Regions from separate parts of the Mus musculus genome. Here region 1 is linked to region 2. The links are chromatin contacts, called in public promoter capture Hi-C maps. All regions are on one chromosome and are shown on one strand. Each heading gives the region's core, a stretch centred on a gene start, on an enhancer-like site or on the middle of the called end of the contact. The rest is flanking DNA. Distances are from core to core; before and after follow the strand shown. Region 1 overlaps Plppr5 (phospholipid phosphatase related 5). Region 2 holds the start of Plppr5 (phospholipid phosphatase related 5).

Region 1 (7,044 bases), core at 3,690-6,189, 110 kb before region 2:
AGTACTGGGATTAAAGGCATGTGCCCCCCACCACCCGCCTTGTGCTCTCTTTTTTAAATGTGGATACAGTGTGAGCAGTCAGTGTTTTGCTCCTGTCAGCAAGCATATAACATGTCTTCTTTCTTTATTATTACATATGAAGAATGATGTAAAATGTCACCTCATCAACTTTTCTGAAAATTAAAGTTCTAGAAAGAAAGTTCCCTAAGGAGTCTATTTGTGGATGTAATTGCTGCCTGATGGCATGGTTATCCTTGTTCAGTTATCACAGCCTTTTTTTCTTTCATTATTATTTTTTGGAGTATCCTTTCTTAAAAGACAGAGTCCTCAACATGGTGAGGAATTCAAGCAGGAAGATCTTACTTGAACATTTAGCAGCAATAGAAGTTTATGACAAATTCAATGTATAAACACAACCCTAGTTTCTCATCTGTCTTAGCATCCATCTCATCAGTTTCTCAAGCCATGCAAGACCAGCAAATAGTCTGATGATAACCTCCATGTTCCTGAGAAAGACTATGCAGATGTTTTAAACTATCATTTATTCAGTATATGTTAATCATTTGATACACAGACCATTCAGTAACATTCTGGAAGATAAGGCTTGAATTTGTTCATGAGGAGCAGTATCTTCAAGGAAACATGATTAAAATGAAAAGTTACTGTGTGGTTTGGCGTACTCTTTCTTTCTTTAAAAAATGATTTAATTCAACTATATTTTATTTTCTCCTCAAGAGGAAAAAAAAAGACTACCTGGTGTTAACTAATGGTAATTCTATAAATCAGAATGAAATGCCAGTGTGTTTGCATTATGCAAAGCTGCGATCCATAACACCTTTCTAAAGAACGGCTCAGCTTTGGATGCTCATCTGAGAGTGTAGGAGCCTCTGTGTTCACTCCTGTGTGCTTCCTTGTTTGAGTCTCTTTGTGTAACACATATGAGGGATGACAGCATGAATTTAAAATTAAGATCCTGTGAGTCAGCTCACAGAATGATAGTTTGGGGAAACAGGTAATTATAACTAATCAATTATATCCTATGCATCCATTACACTAATAAACAATCTATGATCTAAGTTGAAGGTAACAAAAGAAGAAAACTGTAAATATCCTTTTTTTTTGTCTTAACTTGAGATGTAGTCACTTGTAATCTGGAATGAAATACCTCAATTTGTATTTTTTTTAAGAATTATAATTCATAGCATTCAAAAAAATTGAAACCCAAAGCAATTTTTGAGATTCATATTTTCAAAGTACAAGTACAATCAGTTGCCACATGTTAAGGGTGACCTTTCAGAGCACACAATCAAAGTTTAATAGATGGTACCCATAGGAACGGGATGGAGGGTTGCATTTGCATCTTAGGTTCTTGTCATTAACAGGAAGAAGATGGGCTATAAATTACACACCTGTGTGGTGTCTAAAGTAGTTTTCAGAAGTTTATAATTTGTAACTATGTATCCTGACCAGATTCCTGGATATTCATGGGAGATAGGGTACACCATTTGCCTTATCTAGATGCTACAATGGCCAGTTTGGGACATTTTAAAATACTCTTCCGGCCAATATGAGAACGCTTAACTCCATGCACATTAGCAAGCATTCTTTACTCCTCAACCCCAAGAAAGACCAATCCATGAGGGAAAAAGAAATTTATTTTTTTTAATTTAGTTTTTAATTTTTTATTTGAAAAATACAATACACAGCAGAGAATTCTTTCCTCCCCCACTGTTCTTTCACAAAGAAAACTGTGGAAATGTAACGAGATATTTGGCTAGGATAGATCCTGAGAAAAAGAGAGGCCCAGTTAGAAGTCGAATAGACAAACTCTATCAAAGAAGGCTCACCTCTCTTTTAACATAAAAGAGCCTTTTAAGTTACCTTAGGCATCATCGGATAAGACTTGTGCAGAACTTCTGCCATGCAAACAGATACTACTGAAGTTTTCATCTTGAACAATTTACGTTGACCTGGGCCCCAAAGAAGCAGAATAAAAATGAGAGTCTCTATCGGAAAGGCATGTGATTGCCTGCTTTTACTATGTATGTACATATTTATATATTGATATTAGTGCTTTCTTATACAGGTCCTAGGGATTGAACCCAGGGCCTGTGCATGCTAGGCAAGTGCCGTACCACTGAATTCCAGCTCCAGCCATTGTTCTGACGTTTTCTGAAAGGTATAAATTTTAAAATAGTTCTAAGTAGTTGCATCATGGTTAAGCACTCTTGGCTGAGTTTGGTTAATTCGCATGCATCTTTAATTTTTTCCTGGACTTTATCATTGTACAACCTTGGGTTCATGATGCTTAAATGTAATAGCAGAAGTGATTTAACTTTGACCCTGATTAGTTCTTTAATTTATAACTCTTTTAATCTGACCAGGTTTAGGAAGGTGAAAAACTTTATCACTGACTTATGTAATGTTAAGGCCTCCAAGGGGAAATTCACTCCCGTCTGGGTCCTTTTGAATGGGTATAGGACCAGTAGCCTTGAGCAACTGTATAGACCTAGTCAGCTACCCTGCCTTTGCTTGGCATTATGGTCATATCCTTTATTTCAATCCTAGGAAGCAAATTTGCCATTGCTAATGCTTTCTAAACAATGTCTTTAAAGATTGTCAAGACATGCAAAGTTTGCTCTACATTTCCAAAAGAATAAAACTGCTATAGAGATTTGCAATTCATAGAAATGAGATTTTTTTTTAATTTGGCTTTCAGTTGACATATTTTGACCTCTTCAGAATTGAAATTGGGCAACTGAAATCCATTTGGAAGTAACAGAGAAGCCTTTGGTTTTAATTATTTGCTGATTTCTGTTGAAATTAAGAGAGCAAACTAAATGTTTAGACTAGAAAGATTAAAAGAAATCATTTTTCTGCACATTTAAGTCAAAGTATCTTGGGTTAGCCTTAGAGATTGCAGAGTGACTCATGACTTGATCCTCCTTCTTCTGTGGAGACTGTTTTCATCTTTAACTTACATGGTCACTGTATAACCTGTCCCTCAGCCCCTTTCCTGAGAGGTAGCTGAGATGCAGAGATGAGAATCTTCATTTGGACCTCTCTTCTACCAAAAGCCTCACATTCAGACACTAGAATGTCATTATTTTAAAATAGGATTATAAATAGAATCCTAAATAGCTCTGCGTTTGAAAGAGATGTTTTATGTTCCTCCATGTAAGTAAGCTTTTAAAATACTGCAGACCTTCTGTTCCTAACTTTAGCATTTCTTCATTTTTTTTTCTTAAAGATAGGTAGTTTCTCAGAACCCTAATGGCCTCTTAATGGCCTCAGTGTCATGAATGTTGAGGCAACTGTGGCATATTTGAGAAAAATAAGAGTTTCAGGGTAAATCTGAATTTAGATTTAACTCTTCCCTTGACTAGTGGTATGGACTGGGCATGTTATCAGTCTTGGCTTTATTTTTATCATATGTAAATAAAGTCATCTTTCAATATTTATACAGGATTGCCATAAGGATTAAATGATAACTATAAATACGTTTAATTAAAGTATTAGACAATTACAAAAATACATTAATCATATTTCTAGTATTTTCATGATAGTATTTTAAGGTGTGGTTCTTTCTCATTTAAATTATTTGAGTTCTGGACCAATTAGAAAATTTAATAATGGACCATAGCCATTTTGAGACACTGTTAATGATGGAAGGCTACTCAATAACAAGGTATCATGGCTGGATTTACCTTAATGTATTCTAAATATTGCCTGCATTAAAAAAAATTGCAGCACAACCATTAAACCACAACTGTCAAAGAAAAAGTCCAAATAAATAATTTTAATTATGATACATTACTCAGTGACAGTAAAAATTGGCATTTTCCCCTTTAAAAGCAGAAGCACCAGTCTTAGAATATGTAGTATGAATGGTGTTTTAAGTGAAATATAGCATAATATAATGAGCAAACAATTTAGTATAGGACATACTTTCTAAAAGTAAAGTGATTCCACACACTGAAATCTGTTAAAATGGAAATAATGTCATGCTGCATAATAAAAAGTCCCCAGAACTTTCAAAATTCACTTCAAATTAAATATGCTATACTGCTGAATAGATATATGAAAAATTAAAAAGACTTAACTAGCCCAAAATAGAGGGTTTCTTTTATACAAATATAACCCATGTGGGGGTTTCTTTCCACATAGTCACAGAGATTCTTTTTGAGAAACTAAAGCAACCATTTTATTTAAGAGTTGACTTGTTCGTTTTATCATCGTGTTTTCACTGAACACCCACACTTTGTGCTGGGCTTTGTCGTGGGTGGCGGGGATGCAGAAGAGGAAGCCATGGTCCTGCTCTTGAGGAGCTCACAGTCTCGTGGGAGGGCGGGGCAGAGAGGGTGCTGTCAAGTTTTAAAATTATAAAAAGTGTCCTACATCTTTATAAATTTCCTGTGTAATCAAATAAACTCTGTTATGAATGTATGGTAAATAGGGATGATGTCCAGTGCAGGGAAAAACCGTCTGCTTCAACATCATGTGACTTCCGCAAAGGCAGTGACGTGGTTCTGTAAAAGAAAAGGGGATTCCAAAGTCAGAGTCCTAGGTCAACTGATTTAACAAAGTATTTAGCATTTTTCACAAGTAACTATTAACTTAATATAGAACCGTTCCCCACATGTTTGTTGCTACAACACAGTGTTGTTAAACTCACTTCTCTGTTCTGTTACATAATTTTAAGCTAATTATATCTTTTATTCAGTATTTTTAATTAACGGAATAGATTAAAATGTTATACCTGTTTTACTCAGAATTAACACTAAAATTTTGGTAGATAAAAATGGCCATGGCAGACACATTAATATTCTGTTCACTGTTAACAGAATTTCAATGTGCATGCTGTAGTTTCAGACTAATTGCTCCCTGAGAAGCAGATGGTGTGGAGTGAGTTGGGCCCATGCACGGACTGAAATAGCATTTGGTAGTTGACAGAGATCTACTTCAATACTTCATTTTTGAGGTATGAATTCAGACTCCACGCTACAAGCTGGGTTTTGTTGTTGTTTTGATTCTGCTCCTCAGAATTCTTTATAGTCTCATCCCTTTTGCTTCTTTTCTCTTTTTTTTCTTTTTCTTTTTTGTTTCTTTCTTTTTTTTTTTTTTTTTTTTTGAGACAGGGTTTCTCTGTATAGCCCTGATTGTCCTGGAATTCACTTTGTAGAACCGGCTGGCCTCAAACTCAGAAATCTGCCTGCCTCTGCCTCCCGAGTGCTGGGATTAAAGGCGTGCGCCATCACGCCAGGCTCCTTCTTTTCTTTTAAAAAGCCAGAAATTATAGAGAAGTAAACCTTCAGAATGGCTAAAATTGAAATAGACTCAGACCTGTATTACACTATGTCACAGACACTAAGGCAGCATAGTAAAATTTTGACGCTGTATGATTAACTCGGACACACATGGGTTTGCGTTAAGATAGAGCATGAAGGTCAACACCATCGTCTCACAGCAACATCACAAAAAGGTCATCACACTGCCTGTTCAGAGTTACACAGACTGAGAGTTAGACATGAGTGTAGAATAGAGATTAAGCCCAAGTAGTTGAAGAATAGAACTTGCCAAGTGTCCATTAGCAAGTATTCTTTCTAGTCCACAGCACAGCAGCAGGCAAAATACTGAGGCTTGTCCTTGAGTGCAGGTGTCTCCTGGTAAAACAGTCACTTTGTGTCTTAAAAATCACTTCAGATGCTGAAATTTAGAAAATTTAAGACCAGTTTCGATATTCTACATGTCTGAGCGGCCAGATACAGGTGTTAAAAACTGAGCTTAGATGGTCTTTTGAGCAGCAACTGCTCATAACCAGAGTCATTTCTCCAGTCCAATTAAGTCCAAATTTAATGCTCCAAATTCTACGTGAAAATCTCCATTTTACTCCTTATTTTTCTCTATATACAGATTATACCATATAAATAGAACCATGTAACATAATCAGAATGACATGTAAGCCAAACCTCATTTTTATGACACCAGAATTTGGCGATGGCTTGCTGTTTGTCAAGATCTGCCATTCAGCAAGTTCTTTTTTTTTAAAAAAACAAAAACAGGAAGATGCAAAAGTAATCCTGAAAAGTATTCAGAATCAAAAGACTTGCAAAGTCTTTTAGAACTTAATTTTTAGTACTTACTGAAAGGCTATTTCATTAAGGAATACTGCATTCCCAATGAGGGGGAAAATGGAACTAAGAATAACAGCAGCTGACAAGCTACCACGTGAGGTGCAGTCCTTCTGCAGTTGTGCTGGGGACCTGCACAGAAGGACACAGTGCTCTGTATTTACTCCAGTTTTGCAGTACAGCTCCAACACCAGTGCGCTAATGCGCACATACGTTTATTGCCTTAATTGGAGGTGTTCACAGTGGCTAATCCCCATTATCCAGCCGAAGAGCCTGGCAAGGCAGTCTTTAAAGGATCTCCCCTGGGAATTTTCTTCTTGATCATCTTCAATATATTGGGTTTGGAAGACCTACGAAATGTGTTTTACATAAGATTTAAATTTAACTTCTTTGCTTCAGTGAATGTATCTGTTGCTTCAGAGTTCTAGGTTGTTTCATTGTTAGATCACACACCATGTTTAAATAAGGTTTTAAAAGCATCCTAAATGGATAGTATGTTCCATGGCCCTCAATAAATTGTCATGTGAAGATTTTCTTCAAACTAATTTATAAATGAGTGAGGTCATTTATCAGACAGAAGTGAGTAAAATTCCTTTTTTTCAAGATGGCAAAAATGATCCTATAACTTAATAAGAAGGTTTAAAATCAGCTTAAGTTTTTAAACATAAAATGGAATGCCTGTGCTCTGATCTATTGTCTAGGTGAGGAAACTGACTGGCACAGTAGACTCTGCAGGCAAGTGGGTTGAATATAAAGTGATTAAATGTGGGCTCCATCACAATACAAGATTGCCAAGCAGTTAGACCATCAAAACCCCTAGCTTTCTCACCTATAAAGTGCAGATATACTTATGAATGGAGTTTTACTAATGTTAAATTATACATGCACAATATTTCTTGGCCCCATTTCGACA
Region 2 (6,832 bases), core at 3,908-6,407:
CTCCCACAAATCAGGCAGATCAGTAGTTGTTTGAAAAGGATGTTTTGCATTCTCTGAGTTCATGGGTTGGCCCATACAACTGCGCCTGAGAATTTTTAACTCCTCTATTAATTTCAACCCCTCCTTCAGGACACCTCCTAAGGGCTGGGGATGTAGCTCAGCAACACAGCACTTTCCTAGTATTCACACGAAGCTCCTGGTGTCCACACTGTCAACAATTAATTAAATAAATAAGGCATTTCTCAAGGGCAGTCTTCATGAAGTCTTCCTTCAGACCTCCAAAAGAAAGTGATCCTGTCCCTCTCTGTGTCACCAGAGGTCAGGTGGAACATTTCTTTATTGTCTATATATTAATCTATTTCCTTTCCTTTTTTTTTTTTTTCATCGACAGGAACTAAACTGTGATTTGTTAGTGTTTGTTTTGTGGATACAGGGTCTTACGGTGTGCCTAGGACTAATCTTCAACTCACTATGTTGTTCAGATTAAGGTGACATTGATAATCCTCCTGCCTCAGTCGCTGAGTGCTGCTACTATAGGTATGTACCACCACACCCAGTCAAGCATATACCTTTTCACAGTTACTGTGATTATTAGTTTGTTTTAAATTTCTCAAACTAAACTGTAAACTACTTAAATGAGCAACTGTAGTTTATGTCTGAAATTACCCTTGGAGTAGCTACTCTGCCTTTGCAGCAGCTACTCTAAGAGACAAATATTTAGAATACAGGGAATTTGGGAAACATTTCCTGATCAGTATTTTACTATAGTAATGATGGGATAAGAACATCAGTCCCTGAGTTCAATCCCCAGTACCCACAAAAATACAACATACATGTCACTGAGGTGTGAGAAATACAACATACATGTCACTGAGGTGTGAGAAATACAACATACATGTCACTGAGGTGTGAGAAAGTGTGGACCGTGAGCCATGAAGGGTATTTGTATGTTATAAATGATTTAATATGCAAAATTCTGTGACTGGAAAAATTGAGGATGAATAAATGTAAACAAATTGTTCACGGTTTCACAGCAAATGGAATTTTCAATCTTAAAGTCCATCCAGGTAAAGTCATGTGCCTGGAATCTCAGGATTAAGTCTCACAAGTCTCGGGCTACTTGCTCTATACAGAAAGAGTATACCTTACTGCTTGTAAATAAATGGGCAAATAAATAAATGCAGTGCAATCCAAAAGACACAGGCCTTTACATTTTGGACAAAGAAAAAGTAATCTACAGGTTGAAATACCGAGGAGACCAACTTCTCTAGATTACTTTTCAGGTTAGGAACATACATAAAAAATTAAGTAAACAAGTAAATAAAGATGAACCTTACCAGTCAAAATATATTAAATATATATTTATGCATATGAATATATTTATTTATATATAAATAAAGGGAAAGGTTTGAAACACTTAATTAAAATGATTATGAGCAGATTGAATTAATGTATTATAACAGAAAGAATATAGACTTTGAAGTTTGATAGACTAGGGTTAAAATCAGTAGGGCATTAGGGTTACCTTTTAACTTTGGTCCTTGAGCTCAGCACCTGCTTCCCAAAATGTTTTCATGAAAGGGCTGGAGAGATGACTCTGTGGTTAAGAGCACTGTCTGCTCTTCAAGAGGAGCTAGATTCAATTCTCAGCACCCTCGTGGCAGCTCATAATTGTTTATAACTCTAGACCCAGGGGTCCGAAACCTTTTTCTTGCCTCTTTGGACACCAGGCATGTATGTGGCACACAGGCATACATGCAAGCTAAAGACTCATAGAAAAGAAATAACAAAATGAAAACAAAATATTTTATGAAAATAATATGAGCGGATCTCAGAGATGATACAAACATTACTGGGTTCCCCCATTGGTGTGTGGAGGATATTCTCAAGTATCCAAAAATAAAGTACTAATTCCCCTTTGGTTGGGTATTGCTGATGTTGATGCTATTCTCCAGAGAAACGGGTATGCTATGCTTAAGGCCATGTTCTTGACAAGAATGGAGCAAAAACAGCTGCCACTGCTGTTTTGGCTTATCACGTCCTAACAGAATGCACCGTTCCTGTGAGCAGAGAATGAAACAGAGTCCAGTCAACCAAAACTCAACACTTCCTTCTCTTCACATTGAGTCTTAAATCTATTCATACATATCTGAGAACTAATGGTCAAAAGAAGAAAGCCAAGTTGGAGCCTCCCTTTCACCAATTTCTACGTTTTCTGTCACTGCACTTCAGGCCCAGCAGGCAGCTCCCATCTTTCAGGGATGTTCTTTGGGTGTAGCAGGAGCTTGGTACTTGGCACTTGGCACTAGTCCTCTGGATATATGAACACCAGATAGATCTACCTTTTGCTGTCATTTCATGATGTTTCCAGTCATGACATGTTTCCTCTTACCGTAAGGCAAGGTAAGATCTCCTGAAAGGCTGTTCCTTCCATGCACGTGACTGAAACAGCTCAGTTCCACTCAGTGGTTAGCTCCCTTCCCCTTCTTAGGTTCTCCCTAGGTCTCCTCTAAGCGAGGAATCACCAAAATCTTGGACCAATGTGCCCTCAACTCTAAACTGGCACCTGCCACCAAGGATAGTTGGTTCGAGACTCACAAGCACTATCTCATTGAAGACACTGAATGGCCATTACCGAAATAAAAGTCACAGAATTTACTGATTGTGGTTGCAAATAAATCAATGACCCCAAAGCAGTAGGCATTTTCCTTTAAAAAAAAAATCAAAAAAAAAAAATCTCTGAGCTATTTAGTCTCCTAGAAAGCATGTGCCTGAAAACACAGAAGCTGCAGAGGCAAAAGTCCCCAGAAACTAGGCCAGCTTTTGCTCTGGCAACTTTTCAAACTGGGAGGGAGAGAACTGGAGCTTGAAACTGCATTGAGGATTTCTGACACATTTTAGCAAATCCAGTGTCAAAAACAATAACAAAGTAAAGGCTTTTGAGGACAAGGAAGTCTTAACACCGCCCCCCCCCAACCATCACCCTCAAGCTGAGGTTGAAATCATTCTGTGTATGAGAAACAGAGTTACTTAGAAGCTAGCAAGAACTTGCTCGCTTTGTTTATATTATTCCAGTTTTGTGGTAAGAACTTTTCATTTTGAAATTTCTTAAATCACTTCCCTGACTAGGGGAGAAAAGACTTTTAAGAATGAATGAAGCCGATACACTTATCGGGATTCCCCAGTTCAGCTATGGAAAATAAAAGCCCAAGTTCCCTTGCCTTCCCTTTCATTCTCTAACTTCACTTCCTATTCCTTCTGTGGTGAGTGGGAGAGAGGGAAGAAAGAAAGAAGATGGAGCATCATGGGAAGGGAACCTCAGATATTTTGTCAATGTAAAGGAACCGTAGTGAGGTTGGTCTCCAAAGAAACATCACTCATCTGCCACCAAGAAACAAAACAAAACAAAAAACAAAACAAAACAAAACAAAATCTTTGGATTGTGTTCATATATGTATATTGTGATGTAATTATTAGCTCAAGAGTTACATCCCCTGTGTGTGAGACCATTCTATATAGTCTTACATAGTCTTGTCATGTCTCTGTCTCTTTCTCTGCCTCTCCCTCTCTCCCTCTCTCTGTCTTTCTGTCTCTCTCTTTGTCTCTGCCTCTCTGTTTCTCCCTGTCTCACCACACATGCACACACACACACACACACACACACACACACACACACACACACACTAGGAAAGGAGAGAGTGAGAGAGAGAGGCAGAAAGACCTACAGGCAGAGAAGAGGGAGGAGAGAAACTTTAAATCCAGCGAGGAAGAGAGGACGTGCTAGTGCTAGTGCTAGTGTAGTCCAAGGAGAGGATAGCCTTTAAATAAATCTAAAGTGCTCTTGTGCTGCAGGTTCCTCTGCTCCTGCTTTTCAGCAAAGTCCTGTTGCTGAGGCTTCTTCTTTTACAGATGCCCAAAGACATTTTTAGATACTTGTGAGCCGATCTTCGGCCTAATGCATCAGACTCTTTTCATCAGGAAGGAAAGGAGGCAGATAAAACAGGAGCATGTACCCCAGCCTCAGCTGACTGGGGTCACTTCCCCATCCCAGCATCTGATTCCTTTACCCCACCCCAAGCTGCTGCTTCCCTTCCTACCAAAATTCAGAACCAAGACCCGTTAGACAGGACCACAGAAGGGACCAAGTCTATTTGTTTCAGAGGCTCACTCCCTTCCTATCTCTGCCACCCACCCTACACCTTCTGCAGGTCTATTCCCCGTCTTTGAGCCACCCAGCCTGCAGGCTCAAGCAGAGGGTGCAGGGGTGGTTTGGAGAGACAGGGGTGCTTTCTTCTCACCCACCCCCATGCTCCCCAGAAGAATGTCCTCTGGGGGAAGAGGACTGCCACCAAGTTAGAGGAACTTAGATGGTGAAGGCTGGTATTGCCTGGTCCTCCCGGCTGAGTCTCAACCTGCTGAAGGCAAGAGAGGGCTAGCAGCCCGGAGCTTACCACAAGCACCGGGACGCCAGCGGCCAGCGAGTAGAGGAGCACCGGGGGCACCGCGCTGCTGTCCTCTGGGCCCGGGTAGGGCTTACGGTAGGCGCTGTCGTGGCAGAAGAATCCCTGCACGTTCACAGTGAACGTGTCTGTGTATTCGAAGTAGTAAGCCAGCATCACCGTCCCTGCCATGATCACCATCTGGAAATAGAGCATGCTGCTGATGAGCGCCACGGGCAGCAGGGGCATGCACGCCTCCTGGCCAAGCCGAGCCGAGCGGGCGGTCGACGCGCCACAGGCCCCCTCCGGGCTCCGCCGAGGCACAGCCACCGGGGGCGCGGCGGCGGGGGCGGCGGCAGGCCGAGGTGGCGCGAGGCGGAGGCTGGCAGCCGCCGAGGCAGAGGCGGAGGATGCGACTGGGCTTCGGGATGCGCGGGCAGGATGCAGAGGAGGAGGCTACCCCCGGACGAGTCCCATCTGCCCTGCCCGCCCCCTGCCCGCTGCAAGCGCCGCCTGCCCGGCCGCGGGGTCGCGCGCAAGGGCGGGGAGTCCCCAGCCCCAGCTCGGGAGCATCCGCGACACCGCGGCACTGTGGTCAAGCCCTCGGACCGGCCCGAGGCAAGCGGCGTCGGTGGCACCTCGTCCCCTCGGAGGGCGGGCGGATGTTGTATAGCTGGAGCAGCTGCCTGGAGAGGGTAAAATTCCAAATCTGAAGGGGAGGGGAGGCAGCAGAGATGGAGCTTCTAGAAACTCCCTTTCGAGTCACCAGCTGGGCTGTTTCAGACCTCCCGCACAGCGCCTGGGAAGAAGGTGCGGGGACACATCTTCAGAGCGCAAAGCCCACCGGAACGCAAAGTGTCCGGGTGGCGCCGCCGAATTGCAGTCTCTGTCTCTGCTCACAGCACTGCCTGGACTCTGTGACCCCTCCAGCGCTGGAGAGCAGCCAGAGCAGTGTGGCTTCCAAGGCGATGACAGAAATTATCTCAGAGGATTTTAGATTCTGGGTGGCTTTGCCTCCCTTCCAGTTTCCCAAGGCTTTGTAAGTAAATCAACAGATTCAAGGTTCCTAGCTTTAGAGGCATCATCTTGGGCAAACCGGCTCTTTCCTGGTTGGTTCCACGTATAGCCTTTCTCATCTTCACAGTCTCCTCTGATTAGCTGCTTGGGAGATGAGGCATTGCAGATTCTTGGGACCCAGGGGTACCAGTCACCAAGGACAGGGAAAGAACTATGTGCCTCATCTTGCTATTTCCAGAGTTCAGGGAATTGCAGGGATTCCTCTGAGGTCAGAAGACCCACACAGAGTCATAGCACAAGCACACACAATGCAGTCTTACGTAGATGTCCACGCGTGTGCGTGGATATTTAAGTAGCTTAGGAGCTATATGTATGCAGAGCCCATCCTGCAATGACTCGTAAGCTCTGCACCCAAGCAATATCTTCAAGTTACCCTGACCCTGCTCACACCAGGCAGAGAAAAAAGCATGTGCAGAAGATAAGGAGAGAAAAATAACCTTAAGAGCTCTGCTCTTTTCCTTAGAATCTGGAATTACTTACCAGGATTTCTGGGATGTTCATACATCTAATAGGCTGTAACATGGTGGCTTTTGGAGGTGGGCCTTTATCAACAAGAAAATACAACATAAACCCAAAACGACAGTTTTGATTAGGCAAATCACTGATTTTGAGGATGGGATGGTAACAGCACTGAATTTCTTGAATATTAAATAGGTGTGAGATGGGCCACCATGTAATCAAGAATATCATTTAACAACTAATTATTTCAGAGCACTCTTAGTGATGTGTGTGGCAGGCAACTTTGGCCGGTAGAAGTAATGTATGTGAGTGAGCTACCACTGTATGAAAATGTGGCCACTCGAAAGATTCAGGATGTAAGACTTCAGGAACTAAGACTAAGAACAGGAACAAAGAGCATAGCCATGGGCAGGCAAAGACTGGGTATTTGTGAGTTATGTGGCAAATGAAAAGTGAGTGAATAGACTCTCCCGGTTCAACTTTGAGAACCCAAGGTACTTTCTGGAAAGATACAGAATATCCAATCCTGGCTCCTTTAAGATTGTTAGCAACTAGCTTCTCTGTTACTGAAGCAGCCTTCTAATGGACAAGGGTTAGAGCTGAAGTAATCGTGAGATTTTATTTTGAGGATCCTGTGTAGTTGGGGGGAGAGGGGGAGATTGAGGATTGCCTGTCTTCCAAAGAAGATATGAACATGTAAAATAGTAAATCCTTATTTCTATGTTTTTTTTCAGCAACTAACATACAAAATCCAGATATTTTCCTGAGATTTTAGAATCGTATGTAGAAAGAAAACCACAAATAAACAGAAAACCCAGGAAAGAACTTTACCTTCCATACATAGCAGGATTTGTGAA

The links. Promoter capture Hi-C pulls out the DNA fragments that hold promoters and counts their contacts.
Region 1: a contact with region 2 is called in a promoter capture Hi-C map of hippocampal neurons, with 3 times the contacts expected there. The contact joins the enhancer-like site here to the promoter of Plppr5 in region 2. A contact is called at or near these places in 2 of 39 promoter capture datasets (embryonic stem cells and hippocampal neurons), 6 of 484 Hi-C or Micro-C datasets (the HL-1 cell line, cerebral cortex, cortical neurons and 3 more), 2 of 115 datasets of contacts at active chromatin or transcription factors (PVALB interneurons and neural progenitor cells) and 3 of 9 other capture datasets (adipose tissue, liver and pancreatic islet).

The regions. Positions count from the first base shown.
Region 1 is chr3:117,684,101-117,691,144 of GRCm38.p6, reverse strand. It overlaps Plppr5 (phospholipid phosphatase related 5), which reads right to left. Exons shown (of 6, transcript NM_029425.3): 6 at 1,637-4,529. The coding sequence ends at 4,497. Among named protein-coding and RNA genes, the nearest start is that of Plppr5, 110 kb to the right of the region's middle. Within about 2 kb of position 4,939, at least 6 of the 459 cell types and tissues checked have an H3K27ac peak or open chromatin away from gene starts, as enhancers often do. A contact at or near this core is called in cortical neurons and hippocampal neurons, where this site is marked.
Region 2 is chr3:117,573,552-117,580,383 of GRCm38.p6, reverse strand. Plppr5 (phospholipid phosphatase related 5) reads right to left here and starts at 5,157. Exons shown (of 6, transcript NM_029425.3): 1 at 4,452-5,157. The coding sequence starts at 4,688.